Regions from separate parts of the Cricetulus griseus genome. Here region 1 is linked to region 2. Evidence: chromatin contacts called from public Micro-C data. All regions are on one chromosome and are shown on one strand. The core of a region is the stretch at or near the end of the contact, and the rest is flanking DNA. Distances in the headings are between cores, read along the strand shown. Region 1 overlaps Atp6v0a1 (V-type proton ATPase 116 kDa subunit a1). Region 2 overlaps Cavin1 (caveolae-associated protein 1).

Region 1 (2,930 bases), core at 13-2,512, 87 kb after region 2:
TCCTGCTTCAGCTTCTCAAATGTTAGGGTTACAGGCAAGGAATACCATGCACAGCTGGTTTGTGTTTTGCGTGTGAGGGTGTTTCTGTGGCCTTGATTCCTGTCTTTAGAGCGTTGGACTGGACCCCATCCAGGAATTGCTAGAGCACACTCTCTCCCGACTTTGTCCCTTTACTGTGTCACTGTGCCAATGCTTTGGTAGGATGCTAAGTACACTAAAGCAGCTTTTCCAAAGGTGGCGTAGCAGTGTGGAGGTGTGCACTGTTTGCTCTCCTTAATGTGCTGGGTGATCCTTCATGCTCTATATGAAGAAATGGCTCAGGAATCAGAGAGCTAGAGGCTGGGCTGTCACTATGACCTCAAACGTGGGTTCCCAGATTGAGCAAATAAGAATACAAAGAGAGGTCTAGCGACATGAGTCGGTGTGTTAAAGCATTTGCCACCACACCTGATGACTTGAGTTTAGTCCCTTGGAACCACACGGTGGAAGGGGAGAGCCAACTTTGTAAGTTGTCCTCTGACCTCCACGTGTCCACTCTTGTACTTACAGACATACACATACACTCAAGATAAGCAACTATAATTTTTTGTGTGACTATTTCTCAAATGTGCCTGAAATGCAGCAGCCACACAACAAGCCAGGCAGCCTGGTTTCGCTGGCAACTCTGCCTCAGACTCCTCCTTTCAGGGCTCCATTTACTCCTCTATGTTGCCATTCTCCTTTGAGGGAAGAGTCAGTCCTGGCGTTGGCTGTAGATGACCCACACAAACACCCCCACCATACACCCTGAAAGGCTTACACACTCACTGGCCCTGCCTCAGAAACCCCTAGATGAGGTGATAGGTGGTCTCTGGGCTCCACAGAGCTTTGCACAGCCCAGACCCTGAGGGGCCTCTTGCCAGTGCCCTCCTTTCTCTCCTGGCTCCATTGCAAGTGTCTAAGAGTCTCCTGTGGTTGTGCCCAGTTACGGGAAAGAACTGAGGTATGTTAGGGGGAGGCTGTGGCTGACATTAGCCCTCCCTCCAAAGCTGCCTTAGGAGGCCTGTCAGTAGGTCAGTAGAAGCTGCTGTCTCTGAGCTGGCTCTCCTGGCTCCTCTTCTCCCAGCCTGTGGTTTGTTTACTGGGAGCCTGGGAGGTTGGGAGGGCTGTGCACTTTCAGCCACTGGCTTGGCACCCTCCCCTCAGGTTATCAGCCAGGTCTCCCAGCACACTTCCTCAGCTGCTCCAGTGAGGGAATGTCTGTAACCAGCCCCGGCGGCAGTGACTCACTTTTTCTTGCCCTCTTGGCCTCCGTGCTTTGTGCTTTCCTGTTCTCATCTGTGTCTCCTGAGCTCAGGACTTGAAGGAAGAGCGACAACCCCTCTGTAATTGCAGCCTGTGTTAAAGGTGCTTCCCATTCTGGGCAGGGGAGGAGCAGTACAGGTTAGTGTGAGGAGAGTGCCGGCCTTAGGTCTCACTTCCAACAGGAGCTGATGCAGTTGGGATGCCATGTTTTGTTACCAGGTGAATGCCTTCATCCTCGGGCTCTCTGAACATGGCTGTGTCTCATGTGGAGAGAGAGAAGATGATAACCAGGTGGCAAAGTTACTGTGAGAACACAGGAAATAATGCACGTACCAGGTGGCTCTACACAACCCTGACATACCATAATAGACAATGGCTGAAAAGTAGGATGCTCTGTAGAGAGAGACCTGACTGGCGTGCCCTACAAACAAACTTCACAAACAAACTTTTTCAGCTGGTTAGAGAATGGGGAGCCCATAAAGGAGGCAAGTGCTGCCATCTGGATGCCCTTTAGATACAGTCTGCAAGGATCGGGCTTGAGGTAGATGCCTCGCTTTCATTTGTCTGTGTGGCAGTTTAAGTATTGAGCAAGAGGGGAAGCAGAGGAGGCCTTCTCATGCAATTTTCAGAATCCTGGCTTTGGAGGGATGGGTGGTGCCACATTTGAGACGTGGCACCACCACTTAAAAGTTTAATTGGTGCTCGTGCGCCCTCTACTGACCCAATGCAGAAGCGCACAAAGGGCTGCAGGGACCTCAGCATTGTTGCCCTCTGGTGAGGGGTGGGAAGGGTCCTTGCCAAAATGGATAGTGCTGTTCTGGTTTCCAGCACCAGATGCCAGCATCTTCACACCTTTCTTGTCACCCCTGGTGTTCCCCTGATAAATAAGCTCTACGGGGTTTTTGGTGGGATGGAGAAGAAAAACGTTTAATCTGATTTGATTTGATAACATAAACCACTGGTCTGACTGTCTAAAGCCAGTGACATTTGAGAACGTAATTTCTGTCTGCTGGGTTGTGTCTCCCCACCTACCCTGTAAAGTGTACTTGGCATTCATACCCACCATAATCAGACACAGAGTGGGGATCTGGCTATAACTGGCCATCAGAATGAGGCATAAAGAATGAAGCCTGGGACAAGGACCCCTTCTGTAGAGTCCATATGTGTGTCCATGCTCACACCTGTGTGCTCCCAGGTGGGCTGAATGGGGAGACAGAATGGGGAACAGGCATTCGGAATGGAGTGACACTGCAATAAAAATCCTGGGGAGATAGTCCCAGGCTGACAGCACCGCCTGATACCAAGCCATCAGAGAGATGTGTGTTCATCCCCAAAGTGTGAAGGCAGAGCCAGAAAAGCAGCTGCCCCAGCCTCTTCTAAAACTGCCTCCCTCCATCACCCTCCACCAGGAAGGGAAAAGGCCCCACAACCCCTTCCTCCTTCAGCCAACCCCAGAAAGGGGGCCCTGGAACATGGCAGGAGCTCTCATGTTTGCCCTCGAAGCCCCTGGCTCACTGGGTGGCCTTTGTCAGGAGCTGAAGCTGGAAGGGGTGATGGAGAAGGCAGTCTGTAGGGTTCTAGGTGCACTTCAGAGGCTGAGCAAACTGCCAAAGAGCCTGCAGGGGGCAGCACCTCTCACCCTGAGA
Region 2 (2,913 bases), core at 344-2,843:
GGTGAAATCCACCTGACCTGTTCACTCTTGAACACCCCAGTGCCCGGTGCAGGACGGGGCACAACCTGTGCGTTGGATGGTCGCTACTCAGAGGAGGAGAGAGCAGAGCTAGGTCAGACTCTGGTCGGCATTATGATTGTACTTGGGCTAACTATCCCAGGGCTAACTATCAAACCTTTGCACACTTATGGCCACCGCTACCCCTATGATTGCTGTAAGCCATGGTGACTTCGGAAGGTACACTTTAAGTTTGTCAACAGCAGAGCGCCCTCTGGTGCCCTGGTTTACTCGCTGCCCCGAATGAGAGTCGGTTTGGGCGAGGTTGTAAGTTTGGAATAAGCTAGAGGTGAGTTCAAAGCGGATCCCAGGTGGGTAGCTTTAAGCGAGAGTGAAAGAAGTGAGTTCTTAGGATTGAACCCGTCTTGGGGGAGGGGCGCTCTGCCTGCAGCCCCGTTTCCGTCCTTGACTTTGTCATGTTATCTGGAGCCACCAGCGGGCATCCCCTACCCCCACATAAAAGTTAATGGAGGAAAGGAAAGACGCTGGCTGAACGCCAAGAACTGTTTTCTCCTGGGTCTGGACATTTCTTCTGGTCTGCGTTCCCTGCCCTGGAGTAGAGGGGAGGGCTGCTTTTCTAGTCTTGCTTTGTTTTCCAGGCCAGAGCTTAAAAGCCAGGAGTGGGGAAAGTGATCCTGGACTGCCTATAATCCCGGATCTCAACGCTAGCTCTTAGCTCTCCTCTTCCTCTCAGAGACCCTAGCACCAGTCCTAGCCTTGATTATGTGGAGATTTTTCAATAACCTTACTTGGGTTCGACATTTCTTCATTTTAGGATCCCCCAACACACACCGCCACCACCACCAAAGAGTAGACGTGGGTGAGCACAGAACGGAAAAGAGTCTGGGCCGGATCCTAGATGGGAGCTCCTATAGAGGCCCAGGCTCGTTTTAGGTATTTAAATCCAAGGAGTGGGGGGACATGCATTTTTTCTAAAATTTTCTCAAGGTCATTTTCCAGAATTATAAAATAATCCCATCCCCTGAGAAAATGAGGTAACATAGATTGGTTCTCCTCATATAAAGATATACACACGAAGAAAAGGGGGGAAAAGGACACACATACACACACACACACACACACACACACACACACACCTATTGGTAGGCTACATGAAATCTTTATACCACCTGCTACAGAAATCCCTTCCCCACACCCAATCCCTTTCCTATTCCCTCCCATTCACATCCCCTAGGGCTTCCTGGTTTACATTAGAAACTAGGAACACCTCCTCCCAACTTCCTTCCCTCCTTGTCAATAACATTAGCAGGAACAAAGAGGGAATGCTGCCTCCACGTAGTCTCCCAAATGGGCACCAGCTCTATCGGGCACCAAGCCACCTCAAGCTATCTATTACATTACTACATCTCCCAGCAGGCAAAGTAGCCTGAGCACAAGGCATGCTGGGATTTGTAGTCTCCACCTGCCATGAGTGGGGGCTTAGTTTACTATCACTGGAACCCCAGGCCATGTGCCATCCTTCTGCCTCTTATTCACCGAGGCATTGAAGGAATGATTTTCTTGTACTGAGTGTAGGAAGGTCCCAGCCTCTTCAAGCATTCCTTCTGACTTTGAGTCACTTGCAGTCATCCTGCCTGCACCTAGAGACTGACATCATTAGGGTTTACACATCATTTTAAGACTCCCTATGACTAAACTCTCTGACACCTCGTCATGCATCTCAATCCAGAATCACCTATAATACCAGTATCAAAAAACAAAAACAAAAACAAAAAAGCTAGACGGTAGCAGCACTCCGGAGGCAGAGCATGTGGATCTCTGTGAGTTGGAGGCCAGCCTCATCTACAAAGCAAGTTCTAGGACAGCCAGGACTACACAGAAAAATCCACAAAGAAAAAAATATCACCTCTTAAGCCAGGCTTGGTAGTGGAGGTTTTCTATCCCAGCACTCAGGAGGTAGAGGCAGAGGCAGATTGTTCTCTGTGAGTTCAAGGCCAGCCAGGTCTACAAAGTGAGTTCCAGGCCAGCCAGGACTACACAGTGATACCCTGTTTTAATTTTTTTCTGCCTTAATTTTAAAAAATTAAAAATTTTGTCTATCTCTCATCTCTCACACTGAAAACCCACCCATGTCTCACCAAAGAGTAGGAAAGAGTACCCCCACACTCCCTTTTACTAAAGGCAAGCAATGTAGACCGAACAAGAAATAGTCAGGAAACAGTCTCAACTCCTGGGTAACAAATGCCTGCCTCACTCCTATACCCCTGACTCCCCGCCCCCCATCCCACCCCAATCCCCAAAGACAGAGCTAGTTGGTCTCCCTGACCTTTAGTTTTCTAGACAAAGGTCTTTGCCAACTGAGCTCAAAAAAACTGCAGGCTTTTCCTGCCTGCCAACTTCCATTGCTGCAGCGTCGGGGAGCAATCCCAGGGAGGGAAAGTCTATGCCTGGACTTTCCCTGGTAAGGTGCCTGGGAAATGTAACCCCCTTCATGGTGGGCTTCCTCTGGAATGATGGCTTTTACTGGAGACACCATCTTCTGGGTGGAAGGTTGGGGGGGGGGGTTAGAAAAACAAGTTGGCCTGAGTCCCTGAACAATGTCCTGTAGGCTGGTTCTGAACATCACTGTTAGCTTTTCCCCTCCGTTAGTGGATTTCTCTTTTCCACCCCCATTTCCAAGTCAGGCTTCCCTCATGACTCACAGCCTTGGAGTGCTGCCTTGGGCCCACCCAGTCTGTGTTGCTACAACAGCCACCAACACAATCCAAAAGCACCTCCCCTTACTCTGGGCACCCGGGTCAGGTACCTTGGTCTAACCCCTATTGCCCTGGCAGAGTGATTAGGGCCATGGAGGGGCCTTGTAGAGAGCAAGAAGGGAGGGGTCTGATTGTTCCG

The links. A called contact is a pair of places that touch in the nucleus more often than the background predicts.
Region 1: a contact with region 2 is called in a Micro-C map of the CHO-K1 cell line, with 2.2 times the contacts expected there. The contact joins two enhancer-like sites. A contact is called at or near these places in 2 of 8 Hi-C or Micro-C datasets (both in the CHO-K1 cell line).

The regions. Positions count from the first base shown.
Region 1 is chr7:114,096,464-114,099,393 of CriGri-PICRH-1.0, forward strand. All of the region lies in intron 20 of Atp6v0a1 (V-type proton ATPase 116 kDa subunit a1), which reads left to right. Among named protein-coding and RNA genes, the nearest start is that of Naglu, 14 kb to the right of the region's middle. Within about 2 kb of position 1,263, at least 1 of the 6 cell types and tissues checked has open chromatin away from gene starts, as enhancers often do. A contact at or near this core is called in the CHO-K1 cell line, where this site is marked.
Region 2 is chr7:114,009,383-114,012,295 of CriGri-PICRH-1.0, forward strand. The region is part of intron 1 of Cavin1 (caveolae-associated protein 1); the gene reads right to left. Among named protein-coding and RNA genes, the nearest start is that of Cavin1, 9.4 kb to the right of the region's middle. Within about 2 kb of position 1,594, at least 3 of the 6 cell types and tissues checked have open chromatin away from gene starts, as enhancers often do. A contact at or near this core is called in the CHO-K1 cell line, where this site is marked.